Regions from separate parts of the Mus musculus genome. Here regions 2, 3 and 4 are each linked to region 1. Evidence: chromatin contacts called from public HiChIP or PLAC-seq and Micro-C data. All regions are on one chromosome and are shown on one strand. The core of a region is the stretch at or near the end of the contact, and the rest is flanking DNA. Distances in the headings are between cores, read along the strand shown. Region 1 holds the start of Plagl2 (pleiomorphic adenoma gene-like 2). Region 2 holds the start of Mapre1 (microtubule-associated protein, RP/EB family, member 1). Region 3 has its middle 31 kb from the start of Nol4l. Region 4 holds the start of Nol4l (nucleolar protein 4-like).

What was found. A called contact is a pair of places that touch in the nucleus more often than the background predicts. HiChIP or PLAC-seq counts read pairs in DNA pulled down with a chosen protein or histone mark.
Region 2: a Micro-C map of embryonic stem cells shows a contact between it and region 1, with 6 times the contacts expected there. The contact joins the promoter of Mapre1 here to the promoter of Plagl2 in region 1. A contact is called at or near these places in 1 of 39 promoter capture datasets (erythroid cells) and 1 of 484 Hi-C or Micro-C datasets (embryonic stem cells).
Region 3: an H3K4me3 HiChIP or PLAC-seq map of fetal liver shows a contact between it and region 1, with 3 times the contacts expected there. The contact joins the enhancer-like site here to the promoter of Plagl2 in region 1. A contact is called at or near these places in 8 of 39 promoter capture datasets (the 3T3-L1 cell line, the HPC-7 cell line, the SN4741 cell line and 5 more), 3 of 484 Hi-C or Micro-C datasets (the HL-1 cell line, the N1E-115 cell line and embryonic stem cells), 7 of 115 datasets of contacts at active chromatin or transcription factors (embryonic forebrain, embryonic limb bud, embryonic stem cells and 4 more) and 3 of 9 other capture datasets (adipose tissue, embryonic stem cells and pancreatic islet).
Region 4: a contact with region 1 is called in a Micro-C map of embryonic stem cells, with 5 times the contacts expected there. The contact joins the promoter of Nol4l here to the promoter of Plagl2 in region 1. A contact is called at or near these places in 12 of 39 promoter capture datasets (the 3T3-L1 cell line, the C10 cell line, cranial neural crest and 8 more), 2 of 484 Hi-C or Micro-C datasets (both in embryonic stem cells), 4 of 115 datasets of contacts at active chromatin or transcription factors (CD8 T cells, embryonic stem cells and memory CD8 T cells) and 2 of 9 other capture datasets (adipose tissue and liver).

What each region holds. Positions count from the first base shown.
Region 1 is chr2:153,237,522-153,244,276 of GRCm38.p6, reverse strand. It overlaps Plagl2 (pleiomorphic adenoma gene-like 2), which reads left to right and starts at 2,919. Exons shown (of 3, transcript NM_018807.5): 1 at 2,919-3,001. It overlaps Pofut1 (protein O-fucosyltransferase 1), which reads right to left and starts at 2,745. Exons shown (of 7, transcript NM_080463.3): 1 at 2,552-2,745; 2 at 518-639. The coding sequence starts at 2,690.
Region 2 is chr2:153,738,435-153,745,189 of GRCm38.p6, reverse strand. It overlaps Mapre1 (microtubule-associated protein, RP/EB family, member 1), which reads right to left and starts at 3,903. Exons shown (of 7, transcript NM_007896.3): 1 at 3,771-3,903.
Region 3 is chr2:153,557,455-153,564,209 of GRCm38.p6, reverse strand. No RefSeq gene overlaps it. Among named protein-coding and RNA genes, the nearest start is that of Nol4l, 31 kb to the right of the region's middle. Within about 2 kb of position 2,844, at least 171 of the 459 cell types and tissues checked have an H3K27ac peak or open chromatin away from gene starts, as enhancers often do. A contact at or near this core is called in the HPC-7 cell line, the N1E-115 cell line, embryonic forebrain and 7 more, where this site is marked.
Region 4 is chr2:153,526,021-153,532,775 of GRCm38.p6, reverse strand. Nol4l (nucleolar protein 4-like) reads left to right here and starts at 2,805. Exons shown (of 11, transcript NM_001134300.2): 1 at 2,805-3,334. The coding sequence starts at 3,014.

The DNA.
Region 1 (6,755 bases), core at 1,670-4,169:
GTGTACTTACATATAATAAATAAATAAATCTTTAAAAAAAAAAAAAAAAAAGCCGGGCGTGGTGGCGCACGCCTTTAATCCCAGCACTTGGGAGGCAGAGGCAGGCGGATTTCTGAGTTCGAGGCCAGCCTGGTCTACAAAGTGAGTGCCAGGTCAGCCAGGGCTACACAGAGAAACCCTGTCTCGAAAAAGCAAAAAAAAAAAAAAAAAAAAAAAAGATCTACTACCCACAGGCTGTGCAGTCTTTGGCAAGTTACCTAAGTTACCTCTCCTCTCTAGACCTTGGTTTCCTCGAGGATTAGCTATAGGAAAGATGAGCTAACCCTCATCTAGCGTTCAGACAATGCGGGGTACATGACAGGTGTTCGGTTAAAAAAAAAAAAAGCTAGTTATTGCTATTTCTAGGTAGAGAAGAGGACAACAGCAGATTGGAAGAAAACCCAGAGGCCTTGGAGTCAAGCAAGTCTGCAAGTGTGGGGAAGGATGGGCAAGGGTCTAGGTCAGCAGAAATACTCACGTTGGTGAAAGGAGGCTTGTGATGTTGGTATTCAATCCATGGAGGTACAGCCAAGGTGCGGTTCAGCAGCTTCGCAAATGCCAGGGAGCCCAAGAAGTGATCAGCCTGGTTCCCAAAGCGCCCTGGAAATGGTACATTGTGGGTAGAGTGGCCTGGGGCCTAATGGCATGGTGTACGAAGGGCTCAGCAAAGATGTGCATTCAAGACTGGGGAAGGCCAAGGAACAGTGAGCTAGCAACACTGGCACAGGAGAGAAAGTCCAGACTTCCAGGTTTGACATCTGAGGGCCTGTAGGTCCTGGTCCTTCTGCCACTGCCCCACCAGAGTCCATGCTGTTTCTCAAACATGTTATAATCATCCCCACTCTACCTGCCATCTTTGCCAGCAGTGTCCTCAGACCTGTCTCCACTCACTTGTACATGAAGGTGACCCTGATGCTTCATTTGCTAAGACACTTTTAAACAACTCCTATCCATTTCCTTTACTCTCAGCACGGCATTGAGGTTTGTTTTGTTTTGTTTTTTGAGACAGGATCTATATAGTCCTGGAACTTGTTCTGTAGACCAGTCTGTCATTGAACTTGTAACAATCTTCCTGCATGTTACCTCCACCTCTTACATGCTAGAATTACAGCTGTGAATCAGATTATGTATTTATGTGCTGGGTATTTAACCTAGTATCTCTGACATGCTGGGTAAATGCTTTACCATTTAGCTATAAACACTTCAGTCATTTATATGTCTGCTTTCATTTTCCAGCTTTTTGTATTGGCTGTCTATGCAGGCTGTGAATGCTTTAAACACAAAGGTCTATCTGGTTTTTGTTTGTTTTGTTTTGCCAGAGTCTCACTATGTAGCCCTGGCTACTCTGGAATTCTCTATGTGATCAGGTTGGCCTTAAACTCACAGAAATCCACCTGCCTCTGGCTTCTAGTGCTGAGATTAAAGTTGTATGCAAGCACATTTGGCTATCATCAATATGGCAGCCATTCATCCATTCCAGAAACACTGCAAGGCTGAAATGTGCCAGGTACTGTGCTAGATGTTATAATATAAAATCAGAAGGATAAGGTTTCTGTCCTCAAGGCATTCCATTCTAATTCAGGTTAGGAGACACTAAACATGAAAACAAATTCCTTATGGTATATTTTGATGATTGCAAGGGAAAAAATGAAAAGGTTTGGTGACAGGGAGACTCAGGAAATGACAAGTAGAGAGGTCAATGGAGTCCTCTTTGGTGACACGTATGTTGAGACTTCAAGGATGAGAAAGAGTTAGCAGAAATTATAGGAAGGTACTCCGAGAAGAATAGCTCATAGACCTTTATGTCTGTAAGCAATAGAAAGCCGGTTACTATGGCTGTAGCCAGAGGGCCATGGGAGAAGGGGTGTGGAGAAGAGTGGAGCCAATCTTGCAAGGTCAGGCCATCAGATGATGGCCATGGTCAGGAATGCAAGCTACTCAAGGATTGAGAGAAGGGATGGATTATATAATGATGATCCACGACTGCATTTAAGTTGCATCCCTCCGCTGGTTCTTAGGAGTCCTTGGTTATCTTTTATTACCCCAGTTTGAATCATCTTGTACAAATTCTGCACGCACTTAAAAACTTTTTATTGTCTGTCTTCCTAAAATGAAGAATCCTATGAGATTTATCTGTTTCATTCACCACCAGCACAGACAACAGCGCCTGGGACATTAAAAAAAAGGGGGGGGGGCATATAAATTCTTTGCTGAATGAATGCAAGAATTGCCACGAGACAGTGCGGGCAGGTCTTGTCCTACAAACTCCATCTACTGATCTGAGACTGATTAGACCTCGAGTGAGTCACTTAACTTCTCCCATCTGTCGAATGGCAAGTTGAACACCAATGGGTCCTCTGTACCCAGGCAAGTAGGGCAGGGAAGAACACAGGCCCTGCCCCTCTCTGGTGTTCTCCTCTGGACCTGAGAAGTCTCCGGGCGCCTCAGAGAAGTGGCTCCGCCTCCTCCGCCTCAGTTTCTCCGTTTAAGCAGAGGGTTCCGGAGGCCTTACCCATGCAGGGACAGTAGAGCAGGTAACCGGCCAGGTCCCAGGAGCCCGCTGACCGCCCGCGGAGCGGCAGCAACAGCAGCAGAAGCAGGAAAGACGCCCGCAGCAGCAGGTGTGGCGGTGCCCACGCGGCGGCGCCCATGTCGACGGCAGAGCCCCAGAGTGCCACGGCCCGGAGGCGGGGAGGGGGTGGGAGGGAAGAAGAGGCGCGAGTGGCCGCCCCGCTCCCAGTGCTCCCCGCGCGCCGCCCGCGCGCCGGCTGGGCCTCTCTAGCCCGCGGGCGGGCGGGACCATAGAGAGCCCGCGGCACCGCCCCCTCCACGACCCGAGCGCCCGCTCGCGCGGCTCCCACAATGCACCGCACAATGGCCCGACCGCCGCCACTACCGGGGCCTGAGCGGGCCTGGCGGAGCCCGAGCGCGGCCCGGCCCGCAGCGCGGGGTCCCGAGCGCAGTGAGTGCCGGCGAGGGTCCTGGGGGATGGTGGGGAGCGGGGCGGGAGGCCGTCGCGCTGCGCCCACACGCCCGGCTCTCGGAGCGGCGGCGCCCCTCACTTCGGGCCGCCCAGCGCGGTCGCCCACACCCCTGAGTAGGGGCCCCCTTTGCTCTAGCCGGGCCCCCGATAGGCCCCGTAGTGACGAAAACGTTCCCCGGACCTCAGACCTGTGCCCAGGGGACCGGAACAAGCCTTTCAGGCTCCCTCCATTCCTAGACCTGGAAACTCAGCCTGAGGGTCCCCTAGTCTGGACCCCCCAGACTCCCTGGAGACCCAGATAACACGCAGCTAACCTTCCTCGGGATCGCGGTCTGGGGGGCATAGATAAGCTGCACCTGTTCCCACCCTCGGACACGCCTACCCCGACCCACATAACCTTCCTTTTCCTGCTCCAAATAGTCTGCTCTAAGCTCTTTCGTTTTCCAGACTTTCATAAACCTGCTTTCAGGCTTTTCTGCAGTACCTCGGGCCGAAGAACCCAAAATAAAGCCCTAGCTGAAGTTCCCTTCCCAGTGATCATATTGTGGAAAGTTTAGGCATTTTCCTTCGGGAGGGTCCCATTTCTACACCCGTTTGAAATTCAGAGAACTCGCTCTTTCGACCTTTAGAATCTCCCTACCTCTTCCCCCCATGGGGTCTCTTAGAGACTCAAATAACGTGCTCGTAATTCTTTACCGTGCATGCTTGCTCTTCCCACCCCAGATCCTATTAGACTTTTTAGACTTACTATTGAATTCCCGTCTCTTGTCTCCACTCTTTACATCCACCTTCCAATTGTGGGGAGAATTTAACATTTCACACTACAAAATAGGGTAGTCTCTCCGCTGGCCTAAGGGCCAGACTTCCTACAACTTCAGCCCCATGCTTCAGTCCAGCTTGGAACAGATCGGGGTCGCGGGGGGGGGGGGGGGAGGGGGCGGTGGCGCGGTGGCGGGCCGCGTTCCTGGCCGTGTTGGGAGTTGGGGCTTTCACCTGCAAGCATACCGACTCCTGGCTTGTGTGTTTTTCCACCTGTCAGCCTGGGGCTGTGATAAGTCTGGCCTTGGGTTTCTAACCCTCTCCTCTTGGGGGAAAGGCTGCTAAGTTGCGGAGGGGTGGTAGGTGAAAATGAGGCCCGAGTGAGTTGCAGCCATTTGCTCCAGGCCTCCCCAGGGCTGGGAGGCAGCGGGAATCTGAGGAAATAGGGAATCAAAGGGACTCCAAAGAGGCCCATCTACACTGACAGAAGAACTACCAGCCCGAGAGTAAATCCTACCCCTGTTAATCCTGTTTGATGTTTCTTGGAATGATGCAAGTCACTGAGACTCTCAGGCCTCCCTGTAATTTAATTCTCCCACCATTCCGGGGTGTTGTGTGTGTGCGCGCGCGCGCTGGCCTTGGGAAGTGGGCAGCTCTTCCCATTCCTCCGTTCCTTCTTACTGTTTTCCAGCCAGCCAGAATGCTTTTGGATTGGTTTCTGATGTCCAGGTCAAGGCCTGTTTTGTTTTCTTTTCCCCTTTAATGCTATTTATAATTTCCCAGTTGCTATTTTAAGTTCTTTTGAGGGTAGATTCCACCTCCAAGAACCTTTCTGGGTGTGTTTCCTCCTAGGCAGGTGTTGAATTGAGTTCTTCAGAGCCCCAAGTAGCTCTTGGGCAGGAGGGATAAAAGCTATTTTAGGGTAGTCACTGAAGTGGAGCTGTTAATCCTCTGTGGGTCTCTTTAGTTAAGAACACTCAGAGATTAACCCTTTCTTTGCTGCAAAGCGAACCGGCTAGCTTAACAGTATTTGATGGGAGAGTTGGGAAAACTGGACTGTGGCAGCAGAAGGTGTGAACATGCAACTCAGTATAAAGACCAAGATAATAGCTTTCTTTTGCTGGGTACTTAGAGTAGGCCAAACCCATTGCTGAGCTTTTTGCATACCTGACTAAAATAATCCTTACAACCAGACTGTGAGGTAAGTATTTTTAGCTTTACAGATGAGGAAACAGGCTAATAATGGAGAAAGAACGCAGTTTCTATAGAGATGATGTAACACCATAAAAACTATAGTTTCATCAGAGGGCAACCTACATCACAGCACTACAGACGACAGACAGGAGCTTCCAAAGGCCATACGGTGTATTGAGCAAGCACTTTTACTTTGGGTATGGAGCTATAATAGAAGACGGTGTAGTAAAGTGGCCATCCTGGCAAAAGAAAATTCTGGCCCAGGAGGTAAAGGGCTTGTGTTTGTACTGAGGGTTAGCAGTGAGGGAAAAGAGGAAGGCTGAGTTCTGAGATGTTGGGAAGGGAAGGAAACTGACTTTGAGGCATGAGAAGTAACACTAAGAGGGAAAAAGAAGTTATACTTAGCACTGTGAAGAGGGGCAGCAGAGATGTGGCCCTCATGGATTCTGCATGTTCACATTTTATGTCACTCTCAATGGTACCTTTTCGCTTCGTCCTCTAGAAAACATTTATTTACAAGTTAAGAGAATGAATCTCGTTTAGAAATTGAGAAGAGTGAGGTTCAGAGAAATGAAGTAACCTGCCTGTGGTTTCACAGCCAGTGAGTGGTGGCTCTTTTGATAGCAAGTCCAAGGTTCTTTCCCTGCTGCCTCCCCTCAGATCAGATGCCAGAAGATTCCAGGGCTGAGAATACACTGAGTTATACCAGTAACTGGGAGGGATTGTGTTTGTTTTATGGAAACAGGTTCTGTCAGCTTCTCCATAGCTACGGCTAGAGTGTGAGACCAGAAGAACAGCTTTGAAAGAGAAGCAAAATTCTTTCACAGTTTTGACAAGAAGTCTGAAGGAATAGTTCTGATTGTATGAGTCAAATCCAGGAGGTTTTCTGGATCAAAGAAGTATGCAGACAAAGGACACAAAGTGAGAGTAGATCCCTGAAAGGTTCCTAGGTAACACCAGCAACTGTGGCTGCTCAGCAGCCTGCTGGCCACTGATTGTAGGTAAAGATCTTGCTGTGCTTTTTCAGAGGCCAACAGGAGTAGGATGAAGGTGGTGGCTCTTTTCTTTTAAAGCCATAGCCTCGTTAATGCTGATCAAGAGCACATGGTGCTGGCCTTCCTCCTCTGGTTCTAGCTGTATCCTCATGAGCTCTTCTTAGCCACTAGCAGCCTGTTTCCTAGAAGCCCATTACTCACTCTTTCAGTAGCAACATGCTAAACTGCTGTGTCTTGTTTGTGCATGTTCAACAGAACAGATGAGGTGGACGTGTGGGAGGTGGGGATGTACCAGTCTCTTTCTGAGTTTGTGCGGAATTTCCAGAGTTAGGCTCCCCTCTCACATCAGCCGGGGTTATGTGACTTGATTTCCTCTAGCTGCCATTCCCAACTTCCAGAGGCTGAGATGCATTATTCGGATATGAAATTGGAGCAGAATTTTGCTTTTTGAAGGTAGGAGAAATTCTCTCTAAACTAGATGTGCATACTCAGAGCCCAGTCTACCCAGTTCTGAGGTATATAGTAATCGCTATTATTATAAACAGGTAATTCCACCCTTGCATAGGATGGGGGAATTTGAACAATGGAAGCCAGCCATCAGAGGCCTTTGAGGTGTATAGGGAGCAGGCATTTAACTAAAAGGCTCAAGTAAGTCTAGTTTTCAGTGATTTCTTGCCCTTGTGCAGATCTTTCTAGGCAAATCCCCACTTGTGATGGGGAAATGTTTGTCATATAACATTGCAATGTTTCTTCAACAAAAGGAATGGTTCCTGAACAGGATGTAG
Region 2 (6,755 bases), core at 2,654-5,153, 500 kb before region 1:
TTAAAACACTAGGAAGGAAATGTGGGTGTCATACTCTGACTCCCTGGTCAGTCATTCCCTCATTCTCTGTATATTTTATTGTGTTTTTGCGTGCATGTGTGTGGAGGTCAAAAGAAAACTTTCAGGAGTTGATTCTCTCCTATCATGTAGCTCCCAGGGATCAAATTCAGTTGTTAAGGTTAGCTGGCAAGCACCTTTACCTGCTGAGCCATCTCACCAGCCCAAACAATAGATTTTATAGGGACTGGGAGATTTAGAATTGTTCTTATTCCCTGAGACATCAAACTTGTCAATGGAGTAAGGGATAAAATTCACAGCAATTTAGAACAACCACGAGACCCCAGCCCTTAGCTCTCTTGGGAAGCTTCACTCCCTCCTAGTTACCTAGTAATTAGTAAGCGAGGGTCTCTTCCCGCACTCTTATCCTGCATGGAGTTGCTTCGAGCCTTGAGTCACACAACTCCAGTCTGGGTTCCCTAAGCCAGTGCTCGTCTTAGAGCAGGGGTAACTAGGTCTACAGACATGGGGCAGTTTATGCCCAATATCCCTGTCCTCGTCCTCCTTCCCACAACCTCACACTTCACACAGGGCCTTGAACAGAATGAGTGTTAGGTAAATGTTGCTTGTCTCAGAATATGGGGGAAGAAAAGGTGCTGTCTTAGTCAGGGTTTCTATTCCTGCACAAACATCAGGACCAAGAAGCACTTGGGGAAGAAAGGGTTTTATTCAGCTTACACATCCACATTGCTGTTCATCACCAAAGGAAGTCAGGACTGGAACTCAAGCAGGTCAGGAAGCAGGAACTGATGCAGAGGCTAATGGAGGCACTTCCCCAACTGAAGCTCCTTTCTCTGTGGTAACTCCAGTGTGTGTCAAGTTGACACAGAAAACCAGCCAGTATACAGGTGTCTACATAAACTTTTCAGAAAGCTAACTTTCAACACTCTATACACTCCCCAAAAATCAGCTGACAGAACTACCACACAAAACAGCACAACTTAGTTTCTCAGTGCATAGGTAGATTATTCATGTCTCCATAGCACTTCATTCAAACCTCTGGGATTATAATTATCACACTAAAACTGACACTATTCCTCCATTTCTGAGCCTCCCAGAATTAGGAGACCAGATTTAGGCCAGGACAAAACTGGAGGACCTGGACTTGAACATGAATCCATTCCATTAGCTGTGATTTTAGGCAAGTTACTGAACTCAGTGTGGCTCAGCTCTAAACACAACCATCTGAAAAGGATCTCACAGAGAGCTGTATGAAGTAAGGAAGGAAACAGAGCTGGCATCATATCAAACCTAAGCATAGTTACAAACGAGGTCAGGGCAGAGACTGCCTCTCTTTTATGCTATCTTCAGTGCTAAAAACTGTGCCTGATATCTGCTGCCAACACCTCTCAAGATCCCCTACAAGCCCTCACTCAAATTAGTCTATCTCAATCTGTTCCTACACAGCAGCCAGAAAGAATTTTCTGAATCACAAATCACATGAGGTATCTCTCTCCTGTTTAAAAAACCCTGGATGAACACATAAAATGCATACTCTGTGCAGAATGCTATTAAGTACCAATAAGAGCCATCCAGACTGAGTGATGTGATTTCAGACTGAGCACTTACCATCTAGCTTGGGTCTATATGTACACATTGGGTATTGTGTGTCTCATGCTATCATAAAATAAAAGCAGCTGGTAAAGCCACATGTGTCTCCTGACCACACCCCAGCTCAGAAAAGGTTAATGGCCCTTCACCACCATGTAATTTCAAACTCTTTCATTAGCAGTACATTAATACCAGGTCCCATGTGCTCCACGAGCTCTGTGGCCACTAAATACATGGGATTAGGCACCCTGTGGATGTGCAATAAACATCCACTCACTCAACCAATTAATTGACTCTTCCAGGCAGTCAAAACAGAGCCTACCTCTCCAGCAAAGCTCTTTCTCACTTTCTGGTAAGAATGTTTGAGCCAGAAGTGAAGGCCCATGCCCATAAACCTAGATAGCACTCAAAAAGCTGAGGCAGAGACACCACTCCAAATTCAGGACAAGTGTGGGACACAGAGCATTCTAGGCCAACCTAGGGTACAAGATAAGGTCCTGTCTCAGAACAACTAACAAAAATGTCCACTGCTTAGCCTCAGTGCAATACCCTTGAGTTCAACACATACCCCACCTTTTCAGGGCTCTCTGAGCTAAGCAAGGTACAACCACAAGAAAAATCCCCTTTCCGTCTACTCAAGTATTTCTCTCCCTTCAGTGACTCTCCCAGGAGTCTCCCTAACTAGTTCTAGTCAGCCTTTTCACACACTATCTCATGACCTAGCTCAATAGCTAGATGACCTTCAATTTTTGATCCTCCTGCATCTACCTCCCAAGTGTAAGGACTACAGGCATGTTCACCACACTTGGCTCCCTACCCACTTCAATTCAGTGTAGGATAAAGTACACCCTATTCCTCTCCAAGTACCATCCAGAGTCCTATGGAAAGGCAAGAGGGAGGTGGCACTAAAAAGAGCTATGTGACCCTGTATGAAACATGTCTCCTTTCCTCAGAAATGGCTTACCTGTAAAATGAATAAGACCCTACCTTCCTCACAGAGCTGTGGTAAGTATCAGAAAAGCACACCGCCTCCCAAGCTTCTATGTCCTGGCACTTTGACACCACAAAAGTATGAAACAGTTTCTAGATGGAGAAGGAGGAGTAGCACACAGGATATGACTCTGGAGTTGAGTTACTTGCTGGACAACGTAAGGCAAGTCCTTTCCCTACCCAAAGTCTCAGACTCGCCTCTGTAAAAGAATGATGAGCAGCTCAGCACAGTGGGGGAACTGCAGTCACCTCTCAGCCCCACAGAGAAAATAAAATGAGCAAAACACAACAGAGGGGAAAGAAAGAGAATAAAGATAGCATCTTTTCAAGGCAATGTGACTATTAAATGACACAATGCTACATCAAGCTCTTAACACAATGCCTTATACACAAGTGCCCATTAAAGAGCTATCTTGATTAATGCTAGTCAAGACATCCCATCACCGGCAGACATCAGGCCTAGCTGAACTTCCCTCAATGGGCCACCGGATCCTCATCGCCAAGATGCAGAGGTCAGGCTATACCCTGCAGTACTGGTATCGCCCTTTTACAGTAATTACAGAAATTATCTTGGCCATGTATTCATTTTCTTGCTTCCTGGCTCTCTACCCACAAAGCAGACTCCTAGAAAGCATGTCTTTGCCTGTCTACTCCCTGATGAGACCGGGGCCTAGCATTTACTAGGCACTCAACCACCACCCGCGGACCGCCTGACTTCTGCCAGGCACCGAGCTGAAACCTTTCTGTGCTTAATTCTACTGTCTCCATTTTACGGAGGAGGAAACTGAGGCACGGGGAGGCTGAAGCGCCTGCCTAAGGTCGCACTCTGCGGCCAACTCCGCGGACCAACTCCCACCCATTATGCAACGACGCCTCCTACACCCAGGGTCCCCACCGCGCCCCTCGCGCGCGCGCGCGCGCGCCCGTGGGCACACACCCTCCAGGCCCAGCCGCAAAGTCAGGACTTCGCCGGTCACCACTAGGCAGCCCCCACTTCCGGCCCACGCCCCGCCCCCGGGACAACGGAGCGCGCGCCCCCGGCCCAGGCCGCGCACCGGATCGCGGCCCCGCCCTTCCCCCCCACTGCCCGCGCGGCTCCGCACTGCTCACGAGGAGCCGCCTCCCGTGAATTCCCGACTGCTGCCGCCGCCCGGGCCCGCCAGCCGCCTCACCGGCTTTCTCAGGACCCGCGTCCGCCGTCCGCGCGCCCGGCTCCGGTTCCGTCTTCGTCTCGTTCAAACCGTCGGACCCCGCCCGCCCGCGCGCGATGACCTCACACGCACCCCGCCGTGACGCGCCGACGCAGGGGCTCGTCATCTCCCGCCCGGCCTTTTATAGAGACGGACTGGCCTGCGAGCCGGAGGCGGGGCCGAATGCTTGATCGACAGCTGGCATGCCCGGGGGCGGGGAGCAAGCCTGTTGGGCACGTGGTCAGTTGCGACCAATGACGTGTGAGTCCTCTGAGGAGGCGGAGTCCAGTTGCACATTCTGGTTTGCTGTAGCCCAGAAGAAAATTCGTTTGACCAAGATGGATTAATGAATAGGCTCGGGAGGAAGGTTAGCTCGCCTAGCATACATGAATCCCTGGTTTCAGTCCCCAACACCACAGATGGCAGCTGTGGTGGAACACACCTATCTTGCCAGCAAATCGTTTTGTCATCATCCCAGACCCTCTCTCTGGGAGTTCAGCCTGAGGTACACGAGACCCTGTCTCAGAAAGAAAAAACTGGGAGTGCTAGGCCACTCGTGTACACTTGGACAGGAAAGAGAATCACTGTAAATTCAAGGCCAGCCTGGTCTACAGTAGCAAGCTAGCCAGAGCTACACAGCGAGATCTGGTCTCAACAAAGAAAAAATGGCCATCGAAATGCTTTAGCAGGTGCATGCCCCCAAACCTGACAACATGAGTTCAAACCCCAGGACCCACTGATAGAAGGTGAGACGCGAGTCCTGCAAGTTGTCCTCTGACTAACACACATGGGCAGTGCCACTCGCATGCCTACACACACGCAAATATGCCCACAAATAACTGTGGTGGTATGAACGTTTAATCCCAGGACTCAGTAGGTAGAGACAAGAGAATCTCTGAGATCAAGGCCAGCCAGAGAGCTACACAGTTATTGTTTGCCTTTAAATTTAAAAAAAAAAAAAAAGATTTGGCGCCTGTTTTAGTTAGTGTTACAATTCCTGTAATGAAACATGACCAAAGCAACTTGGAGAGGAGAGTGCTTATTTAGCTTACTCTTCCATATTATCTCTGTTCATCACTGAAGGAAAACAGGGCAGGAACCTAGAGCCAGGAGTGGATGCAGAAGCCATGGAGGGATGTCGGTTACTAGCTTACTCCTCATGGCTTGCTCAGCCTGCTTTCTTATACAACCTGTCTTAGTCAGGGTTTCTATTCCTGCACAAACATCATGACCAAGAAGCACTTGGGGAGGAAAGGATTTATTCAGCTTACTCTCCCACATTGCTGTTCATCACCAAAGGAAGTCAAGACTGGAACTCAAACAGGTCAGGAAGCAGGAGCTGATGCAGAGGACATGGAAGGATGTTCTTTACTGGCTTAGTTCCCCTGGCTTGCTCAGCCTGCTCTCTTATAGAACCCAAGAATACCAGCCCAGAGATGGTCCCACCCACAAGGGGCCCTCCCCACTTGATCACTAATTGAGAAAATGACTTGCGGCTGGATCTCCTGGAGGCCTTTCCCCAACTGATGCTCCTTTCTCTATGATAACTCCAGCTGTGTCAAGTTGACACAAAACTAGCCAGTACACAACCCTAGACCACACCAGCACAGAGGTGTCCTAACCCACAGTGGGCTGATGAGATTCCCCCATCAATGACTAAGAAAACACTTTACCAGCTTGCCTAAGGGCTCATCTTAGGGAGGCATTTTCTTAATTGAGATTCCCTCCTCTCAAATGACATTAGCGTGTGTCAAGGTGTTATAAAACTGCCCAGCACAGCACCTTAATGAAAAACTAAGTCACCATGTAAGAGCACCTGCAATGTCATCTGGTTTATTCTTAGCACTGCAAATGTTTCCTTACTTTTTAATGCCTTTATCTTCTGCTTTTGCATGGAGGCAATTTCCTGTTCTAGCTCCAGACTGTGTCTCAGTGCTTGTATATAGGAAGAAAAGATGAACTGCAGCACTTCACAGCAGAGGAAACAGGCTCAGAGAAGCCAGCTGACTTGCCCAGAATCACAGGTCACAGAATGCTTTCTCTGCCACAATACCACTTATTTATATATTCATAATTCTTTTTGAGATAGGGTCTAATATAGCCCAGATCAGTCTCCTGCATCCTATGTGGCTGAGGATAACCTTGAACTCCTACCCTCCTGTTACTACTTTTCAAATGCTGGGATTACAGGCCTGTACCACCAAGCCTGGCTGCCAGCATTTATTGTCTCTAAGCAAAGAGACAGACCCTAGGCATTTGATGGTGAGCTAAAACTAGACATAGCCTATGACCTCCTAACATTTCTACTCTGGCAAAGGAGGCAAACTAGACACATCAGTGACTCGAAACTTGGTTTACTAACAGATCGATTGAGGGCTAGGCCAAGCCAGTGTATGTATAGCAAGGTGCTTACCTCCTGGCCATTCCTGGACCTAGTCCTAATTGCTGAAGCTCAGGAATGGCTAAGAATCTGACAAGGTGGCAGTGGATGACTTATTGCTGATCCTCCTGCCTCTCCCTCCTGAGTTCTGGGATTAAAGCTGTGTATTACCATGCCCATTCTATGTGATGCTGGACAATCAAACCTAGGGCTTTGGGTGTGCTAGGCAAGGCCTCTGCCAGCTGCATTCCCAGCCTGCACACTGCCAGTTTCCATGGTAAGTAGAACTCCAAGCATCTTACAACAGACTTGACTTTGCTTTGCAGCATGGGAAGACGCCCCAGAGTTGACACTGGTCCCAAAAGATGAGCTACTACCCTTATAAAAGGGTTGATATCGAAAAATACAAGCAAGAGGAAAGAGCAGAGTGTGCTGTGATCTTGGAATTTAGTGGGTCAGGAAGACAGGAACTCCATGTACAGCCTAGGCTATGTGTTATTTTAAAAAATTAACATTATAATGAAACATCAATAACAATAATCTACCAAAAATATTTGTAAATGCTTTGCAATAACATTGATAATGCT
Region 3 (6,755 bases), core at 1,595-4,094, 320 kb before region 1:
ATAAATCTTTAAAGTAGCTTATTAATGGATTTAGTTACTTGCTTCTTGGGTATGTGTATGTGTCTGAAGCACATGCAAACAGGTAAGACACTTATACATGCCCAGATCCCTTGGAACTGGAGTTACAGATGGTTGTGAGCTACCTAATGTGTATGGGTGCTTAGGAACTGAATCTGGGTCCTCTGAACAGCAAGTACTTTCAAACACTGAGCAATTTCTCCAGCTACACCCCCCTACACCACACCACATACCATTATTTTGGAGTGGCCGGGGGGGGGGGCAGGTCAGGGTTTCTTTGTGCAGTCCTGCATACCTGGAATTTTCTGTGTAGACTAGGCTGGCCTCGAATGCTGGAATTAAAAGCATGCATCATCACCCCCAGCTTCCATCAGCTTTTTGGAGACAGGGTCTCACCATGTAGGCCAGCTGTCCTAGAACTGACCACTATGTAGACCAGGCTATCCTCAACTCAGAAAGATCCCCGAGTCTGCTTTAGAGGGCTAGGATTAAAGATGTGTACCACCACACCAGGTGCCAGATACTCTTTGGTGCCTGTTCTGCCCACCTCTTCTATTTTGCTGCCTGACGCTCAGCCTCATTGACACCTGGATGAATGCGAACCCTACAAATGACTGGTGCTGACTTGTGGTATGCCCTGCTTCACTCAGGTGGCCGTAACTCAAGCTCCAGGTCTCTGTAGCTGCAGTCAGCTCAGGGTTCTCCTGCACTGGTACCCGCTCTTCCTGCGCACACTCAATAGACCTTATACTAGATGGCTAGCTGACCTTAGCCAGGGTCAGCAGGACTCCACCACCCAGTGTCTGCTATCCAGAAGCTGAGAAACAGCAGCCTGCTTTGGGTCTAGGGCTGGCCATAGCCTTAGCTTCTGATCTATAAGATAGAAGAACTGGCGATCTGACTTGACAATTCCCAAGGGCCTTGTCTGTTTCCTCCGTGCCTGCCCTCTGGCTTGTATTCCCAGTTGGCATAGTGCTAAAGGGTGTGGGGCCCGATTTTGAGTTTTGAGTTTTTTGGTTTTTTTAAAGACTTATTTTATTTATTATTTGTAAGTACACTGTAGCTGTCTTCAGACACTCCAGAAGAGGGCATCAGATCTCATTACGGATGGTTGTGAGCCACCATGTGGTTGCTGGGATTTGAACTCAGAACCTTTGGAAGAGCAGTCAGTGCTCTTAACCACTGAGCCATCTCTCCAGCCTGAGTTTTGAGTTTTATGTTCTCCTCTTTTGCTACCCCAGTGATGGGCGCTTGACGCCCATCCCTCTCCTCTCTCCTCTTCTGGATAAATCTCTTCACCTCAACAAGCCTCAGTTTCCCAGTCTGGGAGTGACACTTCCCTCCTTCTGTCCCAGTGTCCAGCTAGTGGAAGGCAGCCTGAGCTGTGGAATGGGAAAGTCATTGGGGGAGATTGATTGCTGTGACTGCAAGTGTGACAGACACCTAAAGAACATCAAAACTGAGATGCCCCTATGACAAAGACTGGGGCCCTAGCCATTTTCGCCACTGAATGGACAGTTGCCCTAGGTTTGTCTGTGCACCAGCCTGAGCTCTCCTTCAGCAGATGTCCCCCTGAGGGGCCCTGGACTGTCTTAGTTAGGGTTTTTGTTTTGCTGTGAAACACATGACTAGAAGCAACGTGCGGAGGAGAGGGTTTGTGTTGCCTCACAGATTATAGTCCATCATTGAGGGAAGTCAGGGCAGGAAGTTAGGGTGGAAACTGGAGGCCAGGACTGGAGCAGAAGCCACGGAGGAGTGCTGCTTAATGGCTTACTCCTCAGGCTCACTCAGCCTGCTTTCTTTTAACCCAGGGCCACCTGCCTGGGTGTAGCACTACTCACAATAAAGCAGGCTCCCTCGCACAATCATCTTCAAGAAAATGTCCCACAAGGCGATCTGGTGGCAGCATTTCCTCCACTGAGGTTCCCTCTTCCCAAACGACTCTAGCTTGGGTCAAGTTGACACAAAACTAGGTGGCATTGTGACCGCGGAGGGGGATGGGAGGGCACGCAGCCTCTCGCCCCTACGTCCTGTTTCCTCCTCCTCCTCCTCCTCCTCTTCCTCCTCCTCCTCCTCCTCCTCCTCCTCCTCCTCCTCCTCCTCCTCCTCCTCCTCTTCTTCTTCTTCTTCTTCTTCTTCTTCTTCTTCTTCTTCTTCTTCTTCTTCTTCTTCTTCTTTCTCTATGACCCACTACCCTGCCCTGCCACCTGCCCTACTTCCCCTGGGACTGCTCCTGTCTCAGGAACTCCTAGATACTAGGATCCGGGCACACCTCCTCTGCCAAGCACCCTCCAAGGTCAGCGGTGCAGAGCACAGTGAGGCCAAGGGGAAGAAAAGCAGTGTCCTTGTGCTCTGCAGCCTTCTGTCCCAGCTACTGTCCCAGAGCCTTGTGCCGCTGTGGTACACCCCACGCTCTTATCACAGGAAACCATCCCAGGGTCTCTTCCCTTAGGCCATTCTGTCCTTCCCTCTACTCTGACCTGTCCTTTTGCTTCTGGCAAGCCTTCTGCGGCACTGCTCCCCCTCCCCCTTTCCTGCTGTCCCCAGACTGGGTGAGGAGACCTCCCCTTCTCTTTAAGAGGGAATTTCTTAATCATATCTGTGCAGGACTGGAGGGGATTGTGTGAAAGGCAAGAGCCCCCACCCCCCAGCTTCCCATGTGCACCAAGCCCAGCTGGGTGCCTGGCGCCCTCTGCGCTCCTGAGATGGGTCTGGGGTAGCTGAATGGATATCCCTCACTACCCTCCACATGGCCACCCAGGGCAGTTAGGAGTCTGTGTGACTTCAAGCACAGCCAGACTGAGCTATATTTAGACACCAGGGCCAGGGCGAGCTTCTGGGGCGGAGGAGGTGGCAGAGCCCTGCAGTGGGGCCCCAGGGGACTCCTCGTGCAGTGGGACAGTCGCTGTGTGAGAGGCCAGAGTCATTACACTCCCACAGGCTCCCCTACCCAGGAAAGGCAGGGACAGCTTCCCTTCGCCCCTGGAGGCTTTCAGGCTGGCTTCATATGCAGCTGGAAAAATAAGAGCCAGTCTGGTTGGTCAGCTCTGAGGCTGGGCTAGGCTGAGGGCAGGAGTTTGGGGGCTCCTTCGGTCGGTTCCTGTTCTGTCGGCTTGTCTTCCCTCCTTTCCTCTTCAGTGGGCACCTAGCCAGGCTAGCTGGGTGTGGCCAGTGGGGAGCCCAGGAGGGGCTGTCCTAGCCTTGGCCACCAGCTAGCTACCCAGCTCTGGGGCGGGCAGGAGGCAGGATGGATGTTCGCAATAATTACCCAGCTGCAGCTTCCTCAGAGCGGCAGCCATAGCAACGGGGCTGGCGCCCCAGCCGCGGCCAAGGGGCAGGGGGAGACATGGGCGCCTTGGGAAGGTCGGGGCGGGTGGCATGAGCCCTAGGCACAGCCCCCAGCTCCCTCTGTTGGCACTCTCACAGGCTCATTCGTCTCTGGGGGCAGGGGAGGAGGCTTTGTCAGCACCAGGAGGCTGGCACAGCCCAGGGGAGTCTCAGGGGAAGCACCATTCCCCTTGCCAGGTGGGACGGTGATAGCAGGTATGGGGGCGGGCGGGTGTGCCCAGACTTCCAGTACTTAGGGCTCAACTGGGCCCGTGCATGTCCCTCTCTTCAGCTGCTAGCCACAGACCCAGGACACCAAATCTAACTACCAACAATGCCAACCCTCTCCAGGAGTGCTACACGCTGTGGTTGCTGGAGCTCCCTTAGGAACGATGTTTATGGCTCAGTCACCCAGGTCCTCTCAAAGAGGCACCACGCTGCCACTGCCTTTAGCAGGATTGGCTCTGTTTGTTTTTCTGTTTTTGTTTTTGTTTCGCCTGTGAGGGGAGGGGCCTTGAGACCACCAAATCACCTTACCCATCCTATTGTAGGAGGTCCAGCCTTCCTTCTTCCCTCTTGTGGAAGCTGTATTAGTGAGGATTGTTTATGTTCATTTTGTAGGCAGGAGAATTGAGGCCAGAGAGATACGAGACTTGTCTAAGTTCACACAGCAAAAAAGCTGTGTGGACTCTTGTCATTGTCTCAACAGTGCTATGGAGTCCCGTTTACCACTCCAAGCTATCTGGCCGTGCTGTTCAATGGTTAGCCAGGAGTTCGGCCTCTGACCTCAGGGGGTTGAGTCAGTTTTTCTGCTCTTTGATTTTCTTCTTTGAAAGCCTAGGATGTAGCACGATGTGTTCCTGTAGACAGTGCAGGGTTTAAAGAAAGCAGAGCGGAGAGTGTGTGTGGCACCTGGCTCGTGGGAAGTGTGAGCCAGTGTTACAGTTAGAAACGGTGTCTTTTCATATTGTTGTTACAACAGGGGGAGGCAGGCAGACCTTGATGTTTACCAAGGCCCCTTTGGCTCTGCTGGGCCCCCCTAAGGTTTTTCTGGGCTCATGCCAGCTGGGCTGGGCAGGCTCTGGGATGTGGGAATTCACAGCCCAGTGAGGAGGTGGGTGCAAATAGGCTAATCCCTGGAGTCCCAAGACTCCGGAGTCCCCACCAGTCTGAGGCATAGACTGGGAAGAGAAGAAAGAGGTGAGAAAGGCCTGAGATGGAGCCCTGTGTGGGGCAGGGCCCAGGCAGTCACAGGGATTAATGACACCTCCTGTAGGGGAGAGAGGACACTGGGAAAGTCAGGAGAACATCCTAGACTAGAGAGTCACTGGAGGATCTGAGGAGCGGACAGGATTTGGGGACATGAGGGGACTCAGCTTGGACTGGGTTCCTGGGTCATCAAGACCCTGAGTTCTACAGTGAGCCTCTGAAGGGCACCTAGCTCTGTCCTCTTGGTGTTTGTCAACTTGATACAAACTGGAGTTATTTGTAAAGAGGGAGCTCAACTGAGACAATGCCTTCACCAGACTGGCCTGCCAGCAGTCTGATGCAATCCTACAGGACATTAATTAATGATTGATGTGGACAATCCCATCCCCGGGCAGGTGGTCCTGAGGTGTGCAAGAAAACAGGCCAAGAAAGCCACGGGGAGTAAGCCACAAGCAGCACACACACACACACACACACACACACACACACACACACACCCCATGGCTTCTGCTTCAGTCCCTGCCTCTAGGTCCCACAAGCAGCACACACACACACACACACACACACACACCCATGGCTTCTGCTTCAGTCCCTGCCTCTAGGTCCCACAAGCAGCACACACACACACACACACACACACACACCCATGGCTTCTGCTTCAGTCCCTGCCTCTAGGTCCCTGCCTCCAGTTCTTCCCTGACTTCTCTTCAGGATGCACTGTGATCCGGACACATAACCTGAGATAAACCCTTTCTTCCCCAAGTCACTTTTGGTCATGGTTTTTTGTCACAGTCATAGAACGCCTGGCCAAGACAGGGTTAGTATGTGTTACGAATGAATACATGAGTAACTTAATAATGGAGAGCTGTCTTCTTCTCTAGCCCAGCACTCATCCTCCTTTCTTCATACCCTCTCACAGTCACCCTATCCCTCCCTGACCGGCTTAGTCTAGTCATCTTTATCAGTCACCACCTCTGGGAGCCCACAGTATGAGGCGAAGGATCAGGAAGTGAATGGGAAACTCCCAGCTCAGCAAGCTCGCCACTGAATAATTACCGCATCTTCAGGAAGGAAAGCAGATACCAGGCCAGTCAGGATGCCACTTGAGAGGGGTGCTGAAGGATCAGCAGGAGTTCACCAGGCTGCTGAGCTGGAGGACACAGCATCTGTGTAGACAGCCCAACAGGGAGTTCCATAGAGGAAGATAGCAAGTTCATTGAATACTGACTGCACATCTGGCTAGTGCTCCCTATAAGCTGATAACCCTTTGCATCGAAGGCCCATGTCTCCTCCTTCCCTCCCTCCCTCCCTTCTTTCAGCCTCCTCTTCCTCTTCTTCCTCCTCCCTCCCTCCCTCCTCCTCCTCTTCTTCCTTTTCCTCCTCTTCTTCCTCCTCCCTCCCTCTTCATCTTCTTCCTCTTCCTCCTCCTCTTCTTCCTCCCCCTCCCTTCCCCCCTTTCTTTCTTTTTTTCTTTTTCTTTTTTGGTTTTTGGAGACAGGGTTTCTCTGTATAACCCTGGCTATCCTGGAACTCGCTTTATAGACCAAGCTGGCCTTGAACTCAGAAATTCACCCGCCTCTGCCTCCCAAATGCTGGGATTAAAGGCGTGGGTCACCACACCCGGCTTCCCCCCTTTCTTTTTTTTTTTTGGTTTTTGAAGACAAGGTTTCTCTGTATAGCCCTGGCTGTCCTGGAACTCTCTTTGTAGATCAGGCTGGCCTTGAACTCAGAAATCTGCCTGCCTCTGCCTCCCAAGTGCTGGGATTAAAGGCGTGGACCACCACACCTGGCGAACCTTCTCCCCTTTCTTGACAGTATAGCCCTGGCTAGACTCAAATTCTTGAATAATCCTTCTGCCTCAGCCTCCCCAGTGCTGGGATTACAAGCCTGTGCCACCAGCACCCAGCATAATTCATTTTTATTGGAGGATTGGGGTCCAGATGTTAAGTCCAAGGTCCCACCATGCTAACATCAGCATCTGTGCTTTCAGTTGTCCAGATGTTAGCACAGGCTAAGCTGTACCAGGAAGGGCTAGGAATCAGTACCCGGTCCTGTGGTCACCAGATAGCCACACTGACGTAGGGAAGGTGGCTGGGAAGGTCCCGACCAGCCTGGAGGCTGTTGTAATAGTGTACAAGAGGGTGGTGAGGGTTGACCTCAGTGGGAGGAATTTAGAGAAGATAAGATGGTTGCCGTTGTGA
Region 4 (6,755 bases), core at 1,556-4,055, 290 kb before region 1:
CAAGCCTCCCTCCTCAGAGGGGCCTGCCTAGCCCCTAAGAATAGCAGCCACTTCCTGCATTATTTACTCCATAGTACTTCATAGTATGCTGTTTCCACCATGGCCCCTTTCCCGCAATTTCAATGACTGACAGCTGGTTTGCTTGAAAGCCATTCGCCCCACCCACTGAGGAGTTTCAGGAGAGTGGGGCTGTGAGAATCCCACAAACATGTTTCTACCAATGTTTGCCAAAAGAATGAAACACCAAAAACAGGTATCAGTAAATGTCATTTCCCACCCTTAATACTTTGTGGTTCCCCATGAAGAAGAGGACCCTCATTGAGTACCTTATACAGCAGATATCCTTACATCTAGTATCTTTAGTATTTCTATCCATGACATACTGCTTAACCCACAGCTGAGAAAGTTGGGGCCATCCAGCAAGAATGGAAGCTGTGGGGTGGAGCCTAGGATCATGGAGTATGCTACTTCAAATCCCAACTGGATTTGATTCCAAGTCTGACTGATGTCTGCACAAAGCTCACCAGACATACTAGACCTCAGTCCAAGACTAACAAGTAGATATTTGGGACCTGAAAAGCAGGCAAAGACCTAGACTGGTGGAGAGGTGGTCTGGATTAGTGGTTATTTGGTGGGCTGAGACAATGACCCTGCCACCTACAGGACCCCTTTATTCAATGATCAGGAGCACTGGCAGGCAGAACACGTTGGCTCTTAGCTGAGGGTGGGGGTGGGGGGTGGGGTGGTGGTGGTGGTGGTGGTGAGGGGTGGAGGGCTGGGGGTGGGGAGTGGGGGTTTGGGGGGGGAGCCAGCTGGAGGGATGTCTTTACACTTGAAAAGTCATGTAGAAGCCCCTAGACTCCAGGGCTGGTCATCTTTTGCTAGAACTTTCCCTTCTCTGATCCCCAGTGGAACCCAACCTGTCTTGAAGCTTACTATGTATGCTATGGAGACTGGCCTTGAACTCAATCTTTCTGCCTCTTTTATCCCCACGCCCAGCTCCCAGTGGCCACCTCTTTAAAGTGGGTATAGCAGCAGGGATCCAAAAAGAGATCTTGGGAAGATGAGGAGGAAAAGTGAGTGTGGAGTTGTTGGCGTATATAAAGTAACATGGAAATGTAAATTATCTAAAAATAATCTATGTGACATACAGAGAGGTTGGAACTTGGAAGACCCCTTAGGTTCTTCCCAGCATTTATTGGCACCTACTGTGTGCCAGATGCTGTACCAGGGCCGGGAAATTCAGGGATGAGTCAGATATGGGCCCTGAGCATCTGGAGACTCTGGCTGGAGGGGTGTGGGGAGCGAGCTGTAGCTCCCACCTGAGAGGGGAGGCATATGTGTGAAATGGTAGCGGGTGTCAGGCAGAACTGAGCCGAAACTCACACCCCATCTCCCTCTTTCTCATGACCTTGAGTAGATCAGGCCACCTCTCGAATCCCGAGGCCCCCTTCTCTAAGATGGGGATGGCTTCACAGCTGCCAGGGCCTGGCACACAATTGTCTCAATGACTCGGGTATGGGCACCTTGGAGTTCTTAGGCAGAAAATGATCCTGTTCTGGGACTCAACTCTTGAGTGATAATGTGTCTGTAAGAGTGGCCTGATGACATGGGGGTGGCCGCCAGGGGACAGCAGAAAGGATAATGCAGTAATTTCTTATGCCCTGATAAGAAAGGAAGGCAGAAATCTTCGAGGATTGACTTGAACCTTTATTTATGCTTATAATTCATAGGGGAGGAGGAAGTTCTACACTGGTCAGATCTGCTCAGGTGGGAGGGGGTGTGAGATCACTAAGTTTATTCTCCAAGGGATTCTAGGCCAAGGTGCATCCGGGAAGGTCAGGCTTCTCAGAATGGGTTTGTGGGTGTGTTCAAGGTCTTCAGAGGCTCAGTGAGGTTGGCACCAGGAAGGCCACCGGACAAGGTGACTTCTATAGGGCCTGGGGCTACCCACCCCCACCTACACTAAGGCAAGGCCGGCCAATCTTGGGGGAATTCAGATGAGGTGGAAGGAGAGAAAGTTTGGGGGTCCAAAGGGTGGTGGCTTGGGGTCCCCCCCCCGGGGGAACATTCCTATTCTGGCACCCATACTGACACCAGAGCGGTCAGGCCAATTGCAGGAGTGAGGAGAGGAGCCTGTCCCACACCGCCAGGGTTGGGCTACCTCGGCTAAGACGACCCAATCGGGGAGGCTGGGGACGCCAGTGTCTGGGCTATGATCTGTGCCCTACTGCCTGCGGGACAGTCAGCCCGTCCCGACAGAGTGCGGCCTTCCAGGCTGTGGGCCGAACCAGCCGGATGGAACACGATCCCTAGCTGGGTACCGCGCGCCTGCCGCTGCTGCCCTCCCGGCCGCTGCGGGTGCAGCAGCCCCCGCGCCCCCAGGGGCCGGGCCGGGCGGGGCTGGGCGCGCGGGCGCGGGAGGGAGGGGGGCGGGCGGCGGCGCAGCCTGCGCCGCTCTAACAGGTGGGATCCCGCGGCGTGGTGGAGGCGGGCGCGGGAGGAGGAGGAGGAGGAGGAGGAAGAGCAGCAGCAGCGGGAGCCCCAGCCGGAGCCAGAGCAGGAGCAGGATGAGCCGCGCAAGCTGACAGCCACCGCTGCCGCCCGCGCCCAGGCTCGGTCTCGCTCCCCGTGCCCGGGGCCGCTCCCCGCCTCCCGCCTCCCCTGGCCGCCCGCGGGGCGGCCCGCCCCCTCTGCACCTCCGGGCCCGGAGCTGCCTCCATCTCTCCTGCATCCCGGCCGGGGGGAGGAGGAGGCGGAGCAGGAGGCGAGTCGGAGCCGCCGCCGCCAACGCCGCCGCCGCCGCCGCCGCCGCCCGAGCAGGACAGAGCGCGCCGCAGCCCCGCGCGTCCGGCCGCCGCCCGCGCCCATCCAGCAGCCGCGCCAGAGCCACACCGCGGGACAGCCCGGGCCGCGGCGCGCCCCTGCCCAGCCCGGCCCAGCCCAGCCCAGTTCCAGCACCGGGCGGCCCGGTGGCCGGCCCGCCCCCGAGGGCGCCGGGCGCGGCGGGAGGATGCCGAAGCCGACGCTGCTGCTGCGCGGGGGCTGGGAGCGCGAGCGCAGCCCCGGGGACTCGGAGCTGGGCCGCCAGTTCCGGGACTGGTGCCTGCGCACCTACGGCGACTCGGCTAAAACCAAGACAGTGACACGCAGCAAATACCAGCGGATCGCCGAGGTCCTGCAGGGTGGCGGCGGGACCGGCGCGGGCAGCGGCCCGGCGGCGGGCGAGAAAGGCAAGTTCCAGTTCTGGGTGCGCTCCAAGGGCTTCCGCCTGGGCAGCGGCCGGGAACCCAAGATGGGCCAAGTGGTGTATGTGCCGGTCAAGACGGGCTCGGTGAGTGCGCGCGCGGCGGCCGCGGGCTAGTCCCGTGGCCGGGATTGGGGAGGGCGGGGGCGGGGTGGGGGTGTGGATGTGTGTCCGAATGGTGTGTTTCTGGGGTTGTCCGTGTGTCTAGCCCACCCGGGGCGTGCGTGTCCCTGCTCACTAGCCCTCCCTGGCCCGCCCGGGCAGCGCTCGGGGTTTGGGGCGTCCCTGCCCCCTCTGCGCCGCTGATCGGGCCATGGCCGTGACGGGCGGGCTGTCCCGGGCTGCTCACCCCAGCGTGTTCTGTCCTCTCGTCCCCTCCCCTCCCCCTTTCCCCCCAGCCAGCAGGCGGCTGCTACGGAGCTCCAGCCTCCCCCCCTCCCGCCCGGAGGCCGCCTGTCCCGGGCGCCTCGCGCTCCCGCCCCCGGGCCGGCTGGGCGGTGTGTGTGTGCGTGTGTGTGTGTGTGTGTGTGTGCGCGCGCGCGTGTATCTATGTGTGTGTGTGTAGGGTGGTGCTGCGGGGGTGGGGAGGCAGGGGCAGCGGCGGGACGGGGAGTCCACTGGGCCTCCCCGCACTAGGGGAGGGGGCTAGCCCTGGCACTGTCGCCCCGACCCCACCCGGCACTGGCCCGGGGAGGGGCAGCCAGAGCCGCAGCCTGGCGCAGGAGCAGCCTCCCAAGGGTGGGTGGGGCGTCCCCGCCGCCCCCCGGGCCCCGCGCTCCCCCCACCCTGGGACGGGGGCGGCATGACCTATTCATCCCCTCCCCTCCCCCGTCTCTCAGGCTGGCCCGGTTGGCGCTGGGGAGGGGGGCGGGTAACCGCAGCCCCGGGAAAGGAGGCTGGTGGCCAGTGGCCGGGCGGGGGCATCCCCTTCGGTTCGGGGCGCCCCGAGAGGGCGTGAGGCTTGGGCCCCGCGGCTCCCCCCTCCGGGACCTCATTGTTCTGCAGAGGGTGGGGGCTGGGGGGGGGCGGCTGCTCTCGGGGCGCTGCTGAGCTTTGAACTTTCCGTTGCCCAGACCTTCGGGTAGTGTGTTCGGTCCCCGGCCCGGTCGGGCCAGCCTAGCTCTCCTCCCCGCCGCCCCTCCCTGGCCTCGCCCGGCCGGAGCACTAGAGCCCGGCCGCCCCGCGCCGGCCTCCCTCCTCCCTGTTCCCCCGCTCCCCCCTCCGCGCTCCTCCCCCGTCCGGCGCGCCCGCCCCGCGCTCAGCCCTGTCCCCGGCCGGAGCGGGCTCTTCACACACAATTGATTCGGTCGTTACGAAAAGTGCACTTGTCCCCTCCCCCTCCGGCGGCCGCCCGGGCCGGGCCCGCGGGGTGAGGGGACCGCGAGGGAGGGAGGCAGGAGGCAGAGTGGAGCCCGAGGCGCCTCCCCCCACCCCCCCGCGCCCAGGGGACGGGGCTGCAGGCCGCGGGGAGTGGGAGCCGCGAGCGCAGAGGGCTGGCGGCCCATCTGCGAGGAGCGCTGATAACCGCGCCGCTGCCGCTGCGGCCGCCAGCAGCCCATCTGCGCCGCTGCCGCCTCCGGCCGGCCGGGTAACAGGGGGCAGGGCCGAGGGGCGCGCCCGCCGGCTTCCCGGAGCGGGAGGGTGGGCCGAGTCCCTACAGCGTGGGTTACGGAACCCCAAATAAATGGACACTCGTCTTCAAACCCAGGGAGTCTGGGTCATTGTCCCCTGCTCCGATGTATCAAGGATCCTCCCCCATCCAAATCACTGTCCATTTGCCCTTAAGGACAGGTGAGCTGTCACCCCTTCCCACCTGCCAGTTTGCGACTTCCACTTGGTTCGTCCCATCACGAGGACCGTCCACCCCCCCATCCCCAATCAAGGTGGCTCTTCCTAGGGCAGCCACCCACCAGACTGTTAGCTAGATCCCTGCCTTAAGCCTTCAGGGCTTCTCCAGGTCAGTCCCCACCTCATCTTTCTCCTGGCTACCTTTCCCAGCAGCTTAGAGTCTTTCCCCAACTCCTTTTCAGACTGAGGCAGGATCCCCAGTCCACCCACTATTGGGGTTCAGGGGAACTCCCACACCTGGCTTGCTGTCTTTCTGTGGGTCACCCACTTCCTTAGGGTGTGGGAATCATGAGATGGTTTGTCCATCCCTTTATTCCACACAGCTGCCAATGCCAGAACACCCCTTCCCATCCACTTGCGGAAGCTGGTGCTAGGCCTGGGCTCAGGTCCTGGGTGAGCTAGCTAGCAGCTTCAGATCTTTCCCGAAGCCCACTCGGTCTACCTTGCTTGCCTTTTACAGCAGGGACCTGACAAGCCTCCACCCTGGCCCCAAGACCAATAATAAACCTTCCCCTAGGGGACCACCTGCCTGGGAGGCAGAGAACCGGGGACCCAGGCCTCCCTGCCCAGGCTGCCAGAGGGATGACAAACACAACAGGCATGCCCTCCTGTGACAGCCTGTTCCTCCAGTTCCCCATGCCGGCTTGCCTAGCCTGCCTGTCCCCAGAGAACCTGTTAGTTACCTGCCACTTGCCTAGCCAGCCAGAGCCAGCCACTGGAGATGCCTAGAGCGTTGCCGCCCCATCACCAGGTCTCTTCCTCGGGTGCCGTTATAATTTTTCCATGTCCATTTTCCTTTTAGCTGGTCTAAGAAGCAGACCCTGCTGGGAATTCTGAGGCAGCCGCGGCCTCTTCCGAGGAGGGACTGAATGGGACCTTTTTTGAAAGATGTAAAGGTCATCTCTCAGCCTTTACTCACACACACACACACACACACACACACACACACACACACACATGTGCGGACATGCACATGGAGTTGAAGTTGCCCTTGCTTCTGGTGTCAGTGGAGATTTTGTAGTTTTGTCTTCTGTAGGTTTTTGTGAAGGTCATTGGGCCATAAACCTTTGTCTGTGACATTTATTCCGAGTCTCCAGGCCTTGGGGGTAGTCCCCAGGCTTTTGAGGTTTACACTGGGCGTTTGGGGTGGGTGAGCAACTTCTCCTGGGACACCTGACTAGCGGGAAAGACAGGTACAGCTAACTAAGTGATGTAGAGAGGGAAGGCTGGCAGGAAATGTCAGGGAATTGGGGAGCCAGAGATAAGCCCAAGTATGGCTTCGTAGTCAAGGAGTCACCATCCTGTGTGCCTTCTTAACCTCCTCAGGTCCCCTCCCCTCCCCCTACAGTTCTAGGAGAAGCTGTGGTCAGGGCTGGTTCCCAGCTTCCAGGCTAGCTTCGGGCTTCGGGTCTATGATCTGACACTTGTCCTGTCCCATCTGGCCCTGAGCTTTTCTGGGTGTGTGTGTGTGACAAAGGCTTAATCTGTCCGGACGGGCCAGGGCAGAGAGGAGGGCGCAGGGAATTACACTCAGCAGGGCCTCCTGCAGCTGGGGCCCACTTGGGGGTGGGGCTTGGCGCGGGAGGGCCGCCTAGCTTGGGGGAGGCAGGCTGGTCTCAGTGTGCAGGTTGTCACAGGAAGTGGAAGGTGCAGGCAGAAG